Linked DNA regions of Callithrix jacchus: region 2 is linked to region 1. A link is a contact called in public Hi-C data. All regions are on one chromosome and are shown on one strand. The core of a region is the stretch at or near the end of the contact, and the rest is flanking DNA. Distances in the headings are between cores, read along the strand shown.

What was found. Hi-C and Micro-C count contacts between places; a contact is called where the count stands out from the background.
Region 2: a contact with region 1 is called in a Hi-C map of skeletal muscle, with 4 times the contacts expected there. The contact joins the promoter of WNT9A here to the promoter of ZNF496 in region 1. A contact is called at or near these places in 2 of 3 Hi-C or Micro-C datasets (both in skeletal muscle).

Annotation. Positions count from the first base shown.
Region 1 is chr19:38,306,225-38,314,128 of calJac240_pri, reverse strand. It overlaps ZNF496 (zinc finger protein 496), which reads right to left and starts at 3,615. Exons shown (of 15, transcript XR_013529903.1): 1 at 3,508-3,615; 2 at 3,154-3,369; 3 at 1,374-1,489; 4 at 587-1,013; 5 at 83-266. LOC128930207 reads left to right here and starts at 978. Exons shown (of 4, transcript XM_078356421.1): 1 at 978-1,136; 2 at 2,753-2,947; 3 at 2,992-4,206; 4 at 4,653-4,931. The coding sequence starts at 978. The coding sequence ends at 4,703.
Region 2 is chr19:38,796,033-38,803,936 of calJac240_pri, reverse strand. It overlaps WNT9A (Wnt family member 9A), which reads left to right and starts at 5,223. Exons shown (of 4, transcript XM_035280681.3): 1 at 5,223-5,362. The coding sequence starts at 5,268.

The DNA of each region.
Region 1 (7,904 bases), core at 2,366-4,865:
TTAACAAAAACCACACCCAGTTCACAGTATGGGGTATGCACTCCCCCAGACTACCCCTCCTACACACCCCTGGGCTGCATACCTGGGTCCCCGCTGAGCTGGCTTGGTGGTCTGCCTGGGAGACCCAGGCACTGTGCCAGGGCCATGGGCTGGGCATCCTGGCTCTTTGCAAGGTCGCTGTGGGGCTCTACCGGCAGCTGTTCCTGCTCCTGGTCCAGAGGGCTGTCCCCATCATCAATCACCACAGGGTCTTCACAGTGCTTGAGCTGTAATCCCAGAGAGAGCTTTTCAGGGCTAGGTGAAGTGGTCCCATCTCTCCCTGGGTCCGGTGACCATCCACTCCACAGTGGACCACCAAAGGCTCAACCTAGGCCTTGGACTGGGCAGTAAAGGGGGATGACACTATCATGCCCAAATTAGAGCCTTCAGGGAGTAAAACTTGCTTTCTTGGGAATCTCTAGTCTGGGCCTAACCAAAGTACATGGCTCTAGATGGAACTTCCTTGCTCCCCATGCGGACGCATGGACCAGCCAAAGTGTCTGAGCACCAGCTCTCTCCCGGCGCCAGCCCCACGCCTTCTACTCACCCACTGCCAGGGTCTCCCGGGCTCCCGTTCCAGTGCCTCCACTGCGGCCACAGCCTGCTCCCCGCTCTCAGGCTCCTGGGCCCGCACCCAGCTCTGGATCTCCCGGGGCAGGATGGCCAGGAACTGCTCCAGCACCAGCAGCTCCAGAATCTGCTCCTTGGTGTGCCTCTCTGGCCGCAGCCAGCCCCGGCACAGGTCCCAGAGGCGTTGCAGAGCCTCCCGGGGGCCCGCCGCCTCCTGGTAGCGGAAACGGCGGAAGAGGCGCCGAGAGGACTCGGGGCTGGGAAGCTCCCCCTGGGGGCTAGGGTTCTCTCCCGGTGGGCTCCTCATTTTCCTGGGCTCCTCACTTTCCTTCGGAGCCAAGACTCGGGGGCACAGGGCTGTGGGCATGATGGGATTTGATGGGGGTCAGCAGCAGAAGACGACCCTATTTCCAAACAGAAATCACTGGCTTCAGTGTTCTGGTATCCTGCGGTCGTTTCTGGGGGATAGTGACAAGGAAACTGTCAACGCCCTCAGATACCAGCCCTTTGGAGAAGCCCTGGGAAATGTAGGGAGTGTTGGTGTGGCTGGGCTTTACATACAGCATGACACAGACAGAAAGATGCCCTCCCCTTCCCCACCCCTGACAGTACCATTAAGTGTGGATTCCCGTAAGTCAGTGACTGGGTGAACAAGACTGGAAATCTGAGAGAAAAGTGGTGGCATTTCAACGTGACACTGGTGTTTTGAGCACCCCAGGAAACCAAGAGCGCCACATGCAGATGTAATCAAGACTCTCTGGTACCTTGAGTGGCTGGGTCCTCCTGGAGAGACCCAAGATGGGCAGGCCAAGCAGGCCACTATCTTGAAGGTTTGGAGCTGAAGTCACTGTGCTTGCTCTTAAGACTTTTACAAATAGAGCTGGGAAGACAAAGACAGACATGCACTGGATGAGCCTTCAAAAGCACATCCAGGAATAGAAAATCCACCCTGCTGGTGGCGGAGGGCTGATGGACAACCCAGCTGGAATCAGGTTTGCCCAGCAGAGCCTGCTATGGGAGGCAGGGGATGAAGCAGAGGTAAGAAAACGCCCAGAGACAGGGAAATCACACGAGGCAGCCACATGCAGTTTACCAGAGAGGCACAACACGGCATTGAGAAATCTTGCTGGTGGCCGGGCACGGTGGCTCACGCCTGTAATCCCAGCACTTTGGGAGGCTGAGGTGGGTAGATCACAAGGTCAAGAGATCGAGACCATCCTGGTCAAAATGGTGAAACCCCGTCTCTACTAAAAATACAAAAAATTAGCTGGGCATGGTGGTGCGTGCCTGTAATCCCAGCTACTTAGAAGGCTGAGGCAGGAGAATTGCCTGAACCCGGGAAGCAGAGGTTGCGGTGAGCCGAGATTGCGCCATTGCACTCCAGCCTGGGTAACAAGAGCGAAACTCCGTCTCGGAAAAAACAAAACAAAACAAAAGAACTCGCTGGTTTTATATAAGCCTTCCGCCAACTCTCTGGAGCATCTCAGAACACCTACACCTTCATCACATACTCAGATGCCTTGAACTTCAACCTCGCCTCCACTCTCTTCTCTATCCTTGCCATCCTCAAACCACCTTCCAGGCAATGGCACACCCTTCTTTAAGAGCCGGTCGGTCACCACATAGCTCAGCCCTCATCGAACCCCCAGACACTGCAGCTAGCACAGCTCCCCCGTGGGGCTCAGGGATGCCCACACCTCCCAGCTGTGGGGCAGACAGGTGCCGACACACGCAGGGTGGCAAAAGATCAGCACCAGTGTGCCTGGCTGCTGTCCACGATCCTCACTTGAGAACACGGGGCCGGGAAAGGCACCTGCGGACACTCACAGTGCCCTTCTCTGCCATCGGGCCTCCGTGATCCTTGGGCACTGCCAGGAGCCTGCCACTCCCCCAAGTGCATGAGGTCGTCCAGCGTGGCGGGTCTCAACCTCCAACAGCTCACAGGTGGGAAGGGGGCACGGGCCTCACCCCCAAGTCACAGGAAGGCAGGTGATGCCAGAACAGCTACCGGACAACTGAGTGGCTCCAGAAAAACCCACTCCTCGGAATCTCTGGTTTCCGAAGTCACAGCCCGTGCAGAAACGCGTGTGGGGGCGGCAGGCTGGACGCCTCACCGCGCTCCCCTCCCCGGGTTCCCTTCCAGGGAGGCTCCGGCCCCGCCCGCCCAGCTCGGCGGCCCCCGCGGCGCCCATCACACACCTGCGGCGCCCGGGACCACTCGCGGCCGCCCCCCGCGCACCGGCGCCCACCCGGGCCGCCAGCTCCCGCGGCGGGCTTCCACTCGGGTCGTCTCCGACCAGACGGCCGCGTCCGTCTTTGTCACGGCGGCACCTGGCGCGTGGGAGGCTCGGAGGAGACGCCTGATGAATGAACTAACGTTAGCGAGTCGGAGGAGGGCCCCGCAGGGCGGAGCGCGCTCGCAGCCGCCGGCGGAGGAGGGACCGGGCAGGACCGGCAGAAGGGAAGGAGCCGGTCGCCGCGGCCGGGGAAGGGCCCCGCGCTCCGCCTCCTCCCGCTCACGCCCCGCCGGCCCCGGCTCCTCACCTCACAGCCTCCGGCTCCCTCGCGGCGCCCGCCCGAAAGCCCTCCCGCGGCGGCGGAAGTCCAGCGCAGCCCTCCGCATCCTCCCAGCGCGCCCTGCCGGCCGGACTTGCTGAGGCGGGGTCTCCGCCGGCGCCCGGCTCCTCTCCCGGCGGGTCCACACCGCGTCTCTCGCTCATCCGGAAAGCCGCGGCTCGGCTCGGGGGCAAAGGGAGGCGCCTGAAAAACAATCGTGCTGCTTTGGCCGCCGCCCGCACCTTCCCGAGCTCCGGGTCCGGGCCCGGAGACGGCGCCGCGGAGGCCGGCGCGGGCCGCGGAGGGCGGGGCGGGGCCGGCCCGGGGCCCGGGTGCACTCACCGCCGCGGCACGTCCCTGTTTGCGGGCGGCGCAGGCCGTTCGCCGCCGGAGCCCGCCGGACGCCGCGGAAAGGAAAGGCCGGAGCCCTCGGGCTCCCTCCCCTGGGACACTTCCTGCTCCGCTCTAGGACCGGGGAGGTCTCCGCATCTCACTGGTTCGCTCCCCCGCCCCCCGGCCGAGGTGTGCGCTGGGGGTGACACCCGACACCCCCGGCCCGCCCCGCTCCGCGCGCGCCCAGGCCTGGCCGCCGGGCCGGGGGCTTTGTGGGTCAGCCACGTCGCCGCGCCCGGGCCTCCCCGCGGGCCCGCCAGGGGGAGGCGCGCGGCTGGCGGGAGGCCGAGGCTTCGAGGCGCGGCGGGGCGGGGGCTGCGGGGGCGGCCGCGGGTCCGGAAGGGCAGCCCGGGGGCTGTTTGCTCCGCTCTTCTCGTGTCTGCTGCGCTTCCAGGACACGCGGGCCGGTGGACGCCCGGAACAGCCTACCGGGAGTCGCGGCTGAGGCTGAAAGCTGGAACTGGGGTGCGGGATGGAGAGTGGGGGGGAATTCCCGGCCGAAGCCGGGGCCGCCAGCTCCTCCTGCGGCTGCGGGACGCGCCTTCCGGGCCTGACGCCACGTGCAGGGTCCCGGGACCGAGAAAGGCCGCGCAGCCGGAGGCCTCTCCGAGCACGGGACAACCCTGGGAAGGGCGCACAGTGGCTGCCGTGAGTCCTGGCCCTGCGTGGGGGTCGGGGAAGGACCACGGTGACCCCGGGCACAGGGGCGCAGGGAGGGGATGAGGCAAGCTTATGTGGCAGTGAGGGGCAAGCAGAAATTAGGGGACCCCACCCGAAACAGGGCTGCTGGCCACTCCCCTGTGCTGAGTGCAGCCCAGATTCTCACGTGGGTCGTCTCCGGGGCATGCTCATTTTTCAGGCTCCAGAGCTTGAGAGAAAGTGCTCAGGTCCCTGAGCAGGCCTGATTCCCACCGCCCCTACTCCGGCTTCCGGAGGGGACCTCCCGCGCAGCTCCGATTTCCTTCGGCTCCCCTTTCCAGGGCAGGCAGAAGGAAGTCAGTTTTCCCAAAGAAAGTGGCCCCGCTGGGAAAATGGGACCAGGTAGTCGGACTGAGGCACAGGCTCCTTGAGCTCCGCTGCTCTTCTCATCTCAGGGCCGTGGGCGCTGCCTCCTCTGCACTGCTGGAGGGAGTAATCGCTTTTGACTGGCAGAGTCTCTGCGAGCCCGGGTTTGTCAGTGTCCACATTCCGACCTGAGCAGGAGATGGACCGAGCGAAGGAGTGAAGCCCTTGGTGGTGAACAGTGATCGTCCCCCAGATGACAGCCTGATGCCAGTAAATAAGGAGCGAGTGTGGCGTTGTATTTTATGAACCATCTTGGCTTGCCATCGTACTCAGTTTTTGTTCAAACACCAGTCAGGCTGTTTCTGTGAGGCTGTTTTTTAGATGTGATTAATCGTTCAATCTGTGGTCTTTGAATGCAGCGGGTTACCCATCATAACGTGGGTGGGCTCCATCAGATCTGTTGAAGGCCCTAAGAGCAAAGCCCGCGGTCTCCTGAGGAAGGAGCTCCGCCTGCGGACTTGAGGCAGCCTCGACTCTGGATCTGCAGCCTGCACTGCGGATTTTGGACTTAGAAGCCCTTGCAATCTACAGAGCGCATCAGTTCCTTGCAGGAAAAGAATCTCTCTCTCTCATCTCTCTATTGATCTCTAGCTCAATATCCCCCACCCCCTTCCCTCTTCCTGCTCCATATGTTATTTGTTCTGTTTCTCTGGAGAACCCCGACTGTGACACAGGGCCCTTAGCTGACAGGGATAAGAGCGGGTGGAATGTGACAGCAGGAGGCAGAGGGCCGGAGACAGTCATCTTGCAGAGTGGAAAGGTGAATGGACGGTAGCAAAGGAAACTGTGAATGATGGATAACCCCGAAAGTGAAGTGTGCACAGGGAAATGTGCTGTATGGCTTAAAGCCCAGGGCTTTGCAGGTAGGCAGCTATCACCCTCTGATGTCGGCCCCCTGTGGAGGCCATCGTGCCTCAAAACGTGCGTGTGGACTACAACAAATGCAAGTGTGCAATATGTGAAGCCCCACCACCCATCACTGGACCAACCGCACCTGCCTTCTCTGGGAGCTGTCAGAACCCACAGGCCCCAACCACAGCCTGCACGCTAACCAGGCAGCAGGGACTCCGTTGCTTTTTGCAGTGCGAGAAGCTCTTGTAAGCTGGGCGTAGCAGATACTCAATAAACTGTGCTTTAGGAACAGTCCTCGGAATAAGTGCTAGTTCTTACTGTGTTGGACACAGACTTAGAGGGGAATGGACAGCAATGGCACTGATCTGGTCCCTTATTGTGGTCTGTGGAAAGGGGTTAGTGAGAAGCTATTCGGTGAAAGAGCTTTGCATGATTATATTTTCTCACTATAGAAGCCTCTCAACTGTCACAGAGGCCTGTTCATCTCTTTTTTTTGTTGTTGTTGTTGAAAGCAAGAAAACACTTTGAGGTCTGCAGGTAGACTGACATAACCCTCTCTCAGAGGCTCCAGTGAAAGTACCTCTAAAAATGGCGGATTTATCACTGAAGAGATGACATCTCTTTCTTTGAAATGTGTATTGGATGCTATGGTCAGGAAAATAAAGCGGAGACCCCAACCATTGGTATTTGGAGCTAATCTTGAGCATTGGGTCGTTAATGCCTATTCAGCCAGACCATCAGGGACAAGCTTGTACCTTGACAAATTCAGATTTGCTGAAATGACCGGATTGATTGTCTTGATGCAGTGAGGGGGGGCACCCAGAGGAGGCGGGAGCCTGGCTTGATCAGGGGAGAAGTCTTTGCAAGGTTTGGCTCCAGGTGGAGGATGGAGGAGGGGGAGGATGTCAGGTGTGATATAAATGTGAAAGTCTCTCTTGTGGGATCTTTTAACCCAGGTGGCTGCAGCAATTAGAGTCCAGGAATGAGATGCAATTAAAGGATTTATTATGCTCAAAGGCTCTGGAGAGGGCGGCACTGCAGGGGTGCAGGGGCCTTGGAGGAGTGCGAAGGGAGTGGGCTCCGAAGTGCAGGTGGGGAGCCAAGAAAGAGAGAGAACCTGTAGGTGAGCACCTATGTTGGGGGGTCAGGGTGGGGTACACCACGAGCAAAAGGTACTAGGGGATTTTAATGCTGCATGTTGCTGGGTCACAGTCAGGGGAAGGCGAGAAGGGGACCTCAAGGCAGAGACCAGGCTTATCACACCAGTGCCTAGTTGCTTGGGGTACTCAGCCTGTGCGTGCTGCTGAGGCCACATGGAAGCATGAGGTTTTAATAATTGATCATATGTCAGGGAAGTGGGAGCCAGATCTGCACTGGTTGTTGTTTAGAGGTGGGCTTGGGAAAAGTTGGGGTTCACTGAGGTTTATCAGCTGTCAGGATGCAAGGGTGGCTTAGTTATTGAGTTCCCCCAGTCACAAATGAGTGTAGCAAGGGGTCTAGGACATTCTTGGTTAGAAGAAGGAGTCCCTCTGTCAAGTGGGTGTTGTGGCATTTCACCACTTCCACAAGACCTCGGGGGAAACCGTGTCCTGCGAAAGCACAGCAGGTTACTCGTCTGTCTCCTTAGCCTGATGAAAGGCAGGGCTACCTGTTCTCTTTTCAGTCCTTGCAGATTTTCTCACTTTCGCTCCTGGAGAGGTTTTGACTCTCTTAGGAGGGAAACACCCTGATCATTACAGTTCTGCAGATGTTTCCATGAATGTGAGTTTGATCCTTCATGATCTTTGCTGTTTGCTCCTCAAGTGCTTTGAATCCTTAAGGATAGTGGTCAGGGACCCAGTGTTACAGGTGTGTAGGCGTGTGTATGTGTCTATGTCTGTGTCTGTGCCTGAGTGAGGGAGCCAGTGTTACAGGGGTGTGTGTGTTTGAGTGAGGAAGAGAGGGGAAGGGATAGTGCTGAGGGACCCAGTGTTACAGGTGTGTGTGTGTGTGTGTGTGTGTGTGTCTGAGTGAGGGACCCAGTGTTACAGGTGTGTGTGTGTGTCTGAGTGAGGGAGGGATGAGGAAGCATACTTTGTACAGTCTGTTCAGCATTTGCTGAATCATTCATTTGCTGGATATATTATCTGCATTTTACTGACGAGTTCTCAGCACCATCCCAGGAAGTTGGAGCCTTAAGTAGAGTTTGGAATTTGCCTTCCAGGAAAGAAGGGTTTGCTGCAGGCCTCAACTGGGTAAGGTTCTTGGGTGAGTAAATGCAGATCCTGTGTACTGTAGGACAGTGGTTTGGATGATCTAGTAAAGGGGGAAAACACCCTTACAGTTCTGGAATTTTATGTCCAGCTATTCCTTGTATGCCCTGACAGTTAGGAAAATTTAAAAAGTAACTATCTGGCTGGGCATGGTGGCTCATGCATGTCTATAATCCC
Region 2 (7,904 bases), core at 3,974-6,473, 490 kb before region 1:
TCTCTCGCTCATGCTGTCTCTCTCTCACATTCTCATTCCGTTTCTCATTTTCTCTCATTCATTCATTTTCCTGCCTCTGTCTCCATCTTTCATTCCTTCTCTCTGTGCCTCTAGTTCTTTCTGTCTCTCCTTCTCTCTCCATCCTTCTCATTCTCTTGTTCTTCCCCTTTCTCCATCTCTGTCTCCCTCTCTCTGTGACTCTGGCCCCGGGAGCAGGGGCCTGAGGAGGTTGGATCACTGGACTGGGGAGGTGGAGCAGGGTGAGGTGGGGGTAGGAGTCGCAGGCCAGGGACAGTGGGGCAGGAGGAGCCTCGGGGGAGGCGTCGCTCCGTTTCCCAGGGGTCCTGCCTCCTGAGCTTTCTGGCGAGGCCTAGGGGAACAAGACTCATTTCTGCCCAGTCACATGGTGACTTGAGTGGATCCAAGGAGAGCGTGGCTTCTGCTTGGTGGGGGCACCCTGGCTTTCCAGAGGGGCCCTCCATTTGGGGTGGGTGTGAGCCCACAGCACTTCCCTGAGGAATCCAGACCGGCCTGGAAGGGAGGTCAGGATGAGCCTGGCCTCAGCAGGTGGCTGCCTTTGCCAAGCAGAGCGTCCCAGCAGCACCCAGACACCGTGGCAGCCCAGTACATGCCGTCCTGCGGGCACAGTCAGGGGCTGCGGCTGTGGGGGGATTCAGCATTTCACAGGGCAGGGGCCTGCACGAAGACGGATGTCTGCAAGAGCGCCTGGACGTGAGGAGCATTCACAGCCGGCTTGCTTTCACGTTCTATGGTGAGGCTCCTTCCCCTCACAGCGGACAGGACCTGTCTGTGCTGTGCCTCCCCCATCCCTTGGAAAGCATGCTGAACCCTAGGGCGGGTGGGGCAGGGAAAACCCAGCCTGGCCTTAAACACTTCCTGCAGTCCCTTGGGGCTTTGGCCAGCTGCCCAGCGTGTCCACTCCAATTACACATCTGGAGCTGGGGACGCCACCACAGGAGGGGCTCCGGGTGCCATGGGAAGCACTGGGAGTTGACTGAGCTACAATTCCATGGGTTCTGGGACCTTCACAAGCCCCTGCTCTGCCTGGGGCCACCTCATCCCGCTGGGTCTCCTGGAGTCGATGTCTGTTGGGAGCCATGTCTAGCTATCCCTGAAAGGTCTGACCATCTCCTTCCGCACTGAACAGTCACCCTGGCAAAAGGCCGTTAAGGGCCTTTGGGGAATGCTGGGAGAGAGATAAGAACAGTAAGATTTTGGAGCACAGTGGGTCCCCCCTCAAGGGGCCTGGGTCTGCAACTGGTTCAAATTTGGGACTTGACTGAGGAGCCTGGACTTCGGAATTTTTAATATAATTTTTTTCAGACAGGCTCTCGCTCTGTTGCCCACGCTGAAGTGCAGTGGTATAATCATAGTTCAGTGCAGCCCTGAACTCCTGGGCTCAAGCAATCCTCCTTCCCCAGGCTCCTGAGTGGCTGAGACTACAGGCACACACTGTAATGGCCACCTAACTTGTTTCATTTTTTTTATTTGTATTTTTAGTAGAGAGGGTTTCACCACGTTGGCCAGGCTGGTCTCGAACTCCTGGCTTCAAGTGATTCGCCTGCTTCAGCCTCCCCAAATGCTGGGATTACAGGCATAAGCCACTGTGCCTGGCCCAGCTAATTTGTTTTTCTTCCTTTTTTTTTTTAGATGAAATTTCATTTGTGTCGTCCAGGCTGGAGTGCAATGACTGAATCGTGGCTCACTACAACCTCTGCCTCCCAGGTTCATGCGATTCTCCTGCCTTGGCCTCCTGAGTAATAATGATTACAGGTGCCCACCACTACACCAGGCTAATTTTTTATTTTTTTATTTTTAGTAGACAGGGTTTCACCACGTTGGTCAGGCTGGTCTTGAACTCCTGACCTCAGGTGATCCACCTGCCTCAGCCTCCCCAAGTGCTGCGATTACAGGCATGAGCCACTGTGCCCAGCCTGCTAATTTGTTTTTCTTTCTTTCTTTCTTTCTTTCTTTATAGACACAAGGTCTTCTTTGTTGGTCAGGTTAGTCTGGAACTCCGGGCCTCTGGCGTCCATACCTGGCTTCCCAAAGTACTGGTAATAGAGGGGTAAGCCCCACACCTGGCCTGGTATTGATTGGCGTTAGACTTCTGTTCACCCGACTGTGGGCCGGAGATGGCTTATCCTGCCTACTCCCCTCCCCTTACCTGGAGAGCTTCTTAGGGCTGGGAGGCCGTGGGAAGTTGTGGGTACGACGCACCTTCCAGCCAGAGAACCAGCAGCCTCGGCTTCTCCAATGGAAACACAGAGGCCACTTTGCCATGGGCCAGACTGCAGTCTACTGGATGGCAGTGAAAAAGCCCACCCTCCCTGGGAAATGTCTCCCCCTCACACCGTGCCCAAGGTTGTCTGGATGTGGCTTAGGTGGGAGAAGCAGGGGGCGGGAGCAGGCGCTTGCCTCCCTAGCGCCATGTGCCCTTGGGCGGGTGAACGCTGCCCTCTGGGAGGGGCCACCAGCTGCTGCAGTTGAGACAGCAGGCAGACCGTGGTGGGTGAGGGCAGCCAGACATGAAAGGGAGTTTGAGGCTGGGAGATTTGTGGAAGAGGGTGTGGGAGATTTGTGGGAGGGAGTGTGGTTCCCCTTGGGTCCAGGTAGGCTGAGGGGACCACCTCGGTCTGTCACCATCATCCCAGGTGCAGGGAGGTGAGAGCTGGGCCAGTCTGCCAGACCTCAGGGGTATCTGTGGCATTACCCCCTGCATAGGGCACTGGGCCCTACCACCCATGTGCCCTGGGTCCTGTCAGCCACATGCTCTGGGTCCTGATAGGCTCCTGGCTGGGCGGGGGCTTCAAGTGGGGGTTTGGTGGGGCCACTCAGGTCTGGCCTGTCAGTCCCACCACCACCGAAAGCTGCCAGGAGCTGATGGCCTCCCTCCTCTGGGGAAACAGCAGGGCCCTTCCTGAGTCCATGGATGTTGGATGTTCCTTCTCAGCACCCTCGTGCACCAAATGTGTTCCCAGAGTCCAGGGCTGGGACTAGAGACCCCTCGCCCTCAGCCGGCCAGGCAGCTGCCTCGTTCCTCAGGGACCACTACGCTGCCTGGGACAGCTAACCGGGAGAGCGCTTCACGCCCAGTGGACGGGAGCTGTGTTGCCAGAGGCTTGTGATGCATGTTTACAATCTCACGCCTCTTCTTGGAGGCAATCTCCATGCCTTTAAGCCTGTGATCGCCTGCCTGCTCTCCTCTGCTGCCTCTTGCCTCCAGGTGCTAGAGCTGGACCTTGGGGGCTCACTGGTGCCCACGGTTGTGCAGCACGTGGGCCTCCCCGGGGTTGCTGCAGCCTGGGTGGCTGGGCTGCCGTCTGCCCTCCGTTTGCTGAGCCAGCCCCACTTCAAGGGAGGCGGCTCATCCCCTCATGAGCAAAAGAGGACAAATGAGTGCCCTCTCCCCACCCCACAGGAGGGGGTCCTATGGATGGGGAAGGATGTGAGGCCAGTCACACTCAGTGGAAAAGCAGAACCAGGGGCCAGGGCTCTCATACAGGACATCACACCTTAGAGAAAAGCCACCAGTCACTGGAGTTGGTTGGGTCTCAGACGGGGAAACTAAGGCCCAAGAGGGAGTGACTGCCGGGCCCAGTCTCCTCCCTGCCCCAGCCTTACCCTGCCCCACATGTACCTGGAGCTCACGTGGCAAGCTGGCCAGGATGGACTCAGGAAGGGCATGGTCACCAGGGTGGCCCACGTGGCCAGGCTTTCCCAGGGAAGCAGGGCCAAGAGCCCAAGAGGTGGTGAGGGTGGCTCAGAACCCTCATGGGGGCCATTTTCTGCTGTTTTCTTCTCCTGAGGACTCCTCATATCCACCTGTCACTGCCACAGTCAGGTCGCTGATGGGCAGGGTTTCACAGCCTTCTGGGGCATTTGCTCTTCCCCCCGGGTCCTGCGGTCACTGTGCCAGAATCAGCCCCTGCAGACGCAGAGGTCACTGCCTAGAGAGGCCTTCCTTCCCGGGGGCAGTGCTGGTCCCGAAGCCCAGGTCTCTGAGGCCCCTGCAGCACGTGGCCGGGCAGGCTCGCTGGCCCTAAGTGTTCTTGGTCTTGGCAGCCTGGCCTGTGGGGGGGGGGCACCACCCCGCACTGACCAGGGTCTGCAGGTGGCAGGTGAATGACATGCCTCCACCAGCCTGGATCCGGAACCCGTTCTTGTGTCTCTTGCTTTGCGGCACAGAGGCCCCATCCAAAGAACCTCAAAGCCTTCTCCTGGACGTTCCGTCTGGAACGTGTGCACCTGTGTCCTAACGCCAGCTCTGGGTCCTCTGACACCATCCTGCTTCAGAAGCGGCTCTGAATCCGCATCAGCAGCGGGGACGAGTCTCTGGGCGGCGACTCTGCCCTTCTAGCTGCCTGGGCGTGCACCTTCCATCCCAGGAGTCCTCTTTCTCCCCAGTCCCGGCCAGGAAACAGGAGAAGGGCGTCGCCCGATGGCTGGTGTGGCAGTGTCTTAGCCGCTAGCTCCCCTCCCACAATTTAAGAATGGGGAGACCACCAGGACCCCAAAAGATAGAGCGACTCACCTCTCAGCCCCAACAGGCCACGTCGCTTCATCCCCAGGCCCAAAGCAGCCACCGTGCCCGCCAGAGAGGAGCGCTTCCTTGGCCCCGCTCTTGAGGGGGTTAGCAGGCGCAAAGGGCGCAGGCATCGCCGGCTAGCCCGCCTCCTCCTCGCCAGGCTTCCCCCAGGGCAGCAGCGCAGCGCCCAACTCGGGGTAGACGCCCGGGTCCTCTGCATCCCCGACCGTCCCAGCCTCGAGCCCCGCCGGCAGCTAGCCCGGCCGCCAACGCCTCCCCTCCCCTCCCCCTCGGTCCCGCCCCCGGGGCCACCCCAAGCTCCGCCGGCAGCGCCCCCAACGCTCTACCCGCTTCCCCGCGCCCGCCCCCGGCCCCCCGAAGCCGTCCCGCGGCGGCCGCCCAGAGTTCTCGCCCGCCCCGCCCTCGGTTCCCACCGCTCTCCGCCCCTCCTTCCTCCGTCCCCGCGGGCGGGGCGCGCCTGAGACCCGCGCCGGGAGAGGCGGCCGGGGCCCCGCGTGGCCAGGAGGGGCCGGCGGGCGGGCGGGCGCGCGCGCGGCTCGGGTTTCGGCCCGCCCCCGGCGCCGGCGTGATCCCCTCCCGGGCGCGGGGCGGGGCCGGGCCCAGCTGGCCGCGCTCCGGGCGCTATAAGAGGGCGGCGGCCGCGACGCGTCCTGCGCGGAGCTGGGAGCGCGATGGTCGGCCGCCGCGGCGCGGCAAGATGCTGGATGGGCCCCCGCTGGCGCGCTGGCTGGCCGCGGCCTTCGGGCTGACGCTGCTGCTCGCCGCGCTGCGCCCTTCGGCCGCCTACTTCGGGTAGGTGCCTTCCGCGGCCGGCGCGCACGGGTGGGCGGGGGCGGCAGAGCCGGGGCGGGGGCGTCGGAGTCCCGGGGGTGGCTCGGGCCGGGGCGCGGCGGGGCCGCCGGGTTGCCTGGCGCTGTGTGTTTGCCGCGCGCGCGTCGCTCCGTCCGCTCCGCGGCGGGGCACGGTAGAGAGGCGGGCGGACCCGTCGGGCTTGCGCGGGGCCGCCGTCCTCCGTGACCGCGGAATCGTGGTGGTCGCCGCCGCGGTGAGCGGGACCGCCTCTCGATTAGGGACTGGGATCAGGTCCCGGCTTCTTGGGGCCGCCCTGTGCTTGCCAAACGGCTGGAGCCTGAGTCTTCGGCCGCAGCCCATCGCCCACCTAGCAGCTCCCCGCCTTTCTCTCCTCGAGAAGTTATTTAACAGTAACAAAAATACGTACAAAATCCAGATGTTCCTTGCGCTGAGCCCCAAAGGGAGAAAGAAAGAAAAAAAAACCCTCCAAGCTGGAGGAATTTGTTTTTCTTGCGCTTTGCTTCTGACGCTGTGGCGTGGACCCCTGCCCGCGGGAGCGCGTCTGCAGGACCTGGCCTGGAGCGCAGGGCCCGGCCGGAGCGTCCCGCGGTGTCACTGCCGGTGCTCGCGTGTGTCTGCAGCGGCGCCTTGCCGGGCTGTCGGCGCGTTTCTCTGCCTTTCCTTCCCTTCCCCCCTCCCAGGTCGGGGATGCCCAGCCCAGCGACCTTATAGGGACCTCGCCGCGCTTCGGGCACGCCGAGGTGCAGGGTGGCACCGTGCGAGGCAGCGCCCCCGGCCTCCCCGCCACTCTCCCACCTCTGCCCCGGGCGCCGCCCCTGGGAGCCCTGGTTGGCCTTCGGATCCCAGCCCCCGACCTGGGCGCCCTGGGCCGCTCCCTGGGCCGCCGCCCTCCGCCGGTCACCTGTTCCCGGCCCTCTGGCCCGAGCGCCGGCGCGAGGCTGCCTGGCCGGCAGAGGGCCCCGTTGGTCCAGGAATCTGGCACCCGCCAGGGTGGGGAGAGGCCGCCTGGGCCGAGGAGCCCTGCAGGTGTATCCTGTTCTCAAAGAAAATAAAATATTTTCATGGGAAACTTTCCCTTTGTGTTTTTCTTTCTCCGCCTTTTTTCTCTCCGTTCCTTTCTTCTGGGTCGTCTTCCAGGGTCAGCTCGGTGTCTCCGTTCCCTGGGGCCCCCACCCACAACCCTCTCCTGGCTCCGACTGTGGGTACGGCCCTGGGCCGGGCTGGCACGCCACGGCACGCCATCTGTGCAGCCCGTAGCCTCACCCGGGAAGGCAGAAGGGAGGGCCACAGGTCCGCGGTGAGTCACGGGGGCCTTGCCAGCCAGCTGTGCTTCCCTGCTCTCCGGCCCAGCGGAGGCTCTGCTCCTCTGGCTCCGGACACACCCTGGGCTTGTCTGGGCTGGGCGGCTTTGTCCCTGCTGTGATCCGATTCCTGGCGACGGGGTGGGGCTGGGTCCTGGCCTCTCCTCCTCTGATCTGTCTCTGGGCTCTGCGCCCCGGTGGAGGTCAAGGGGCTCTGCTGCTTTAGCTGAGTGCGTGTGTTTCAGCTCTCTTGCTTTCTTGCTGTGGTGGCTTCTCTGGCCAGGCCCCCTGGGCCCTGCTTCTTAGCTGCAAAGGGCCCATCAAGGGAGGATTCCTGAGTCCTGTCCTGAGGGCAGTTCTCCACATAGCCGCCATGTGGGAAGTCCAGAGGGCAAAGCCTTCAGGGACAGCTGGCATTGCAAGAGGGCAGCTAGGACTCTGTTTGACGGAGAATGAGCGCCTTCCCGAACCAGGGGCTGGGGAGGCGTCCTGGGTCAGGGCAGGCCAGGCTCCCCAACTCTAGTCAGCTCCTGAGGTTGGGCTGTGGAGGGGAAGAGGGCACAAAGGGCTCCAGGCTGGCTTGTGTGTAGAGAAAGGCCTCTCCTGCTGGTTGGGGTCTGGGACTGTGGCTCCTGGCCCAGCGAAGGCAGGGGCGGCCCAGGGCATTAGAGGCCAGGTGGAGCTGGATCGGGGCCAGTGTGGCCCTCCCCAGCTCCAGTCCAGGGAGCAGGGAGAAGGGGCTGGGATCTAGGGCCTTTTTTTCCCTTCCCCCCTCTTGAGAGCTCTGCCTGGCACGGAGGCTCCCGGGCAAGAACGCGGCTCCAGTTACAGCCCAGGAACCCGGAGAGGAGAGCCTGGCCTGGGGGAGGGTCATGTGGGCCCACGGGAGTCCTCGCTGCCCCCTCCCTGAGCTGCAACCCAACCCTGGCCGGTGCCTGCTGCCCTCCTGGAAGCCTCTGGCCACCAGGCTGGACCCCCTGTGGGGAAGAGGCTCCCTTGGCCTGGCCCTGCACCTCCGCCTGGCTAGCAGGTGGAGTTTCCATCTGGTTCTCCCAGGGCCGTGTCCCCATGCCTCCTTGCTGGCTTGGCCCCAAGCCCTTCTAGACAGAGGGGTAAGCAGGGAGGCCAGCCTGAGGCCATGGGGAGGGCTTGGGGTGCAGACTCAGACCCTCTCCTGAGGCTGCAGCGAGAGGGTAGGCCTGGGGGTGGCCTGAGGACAT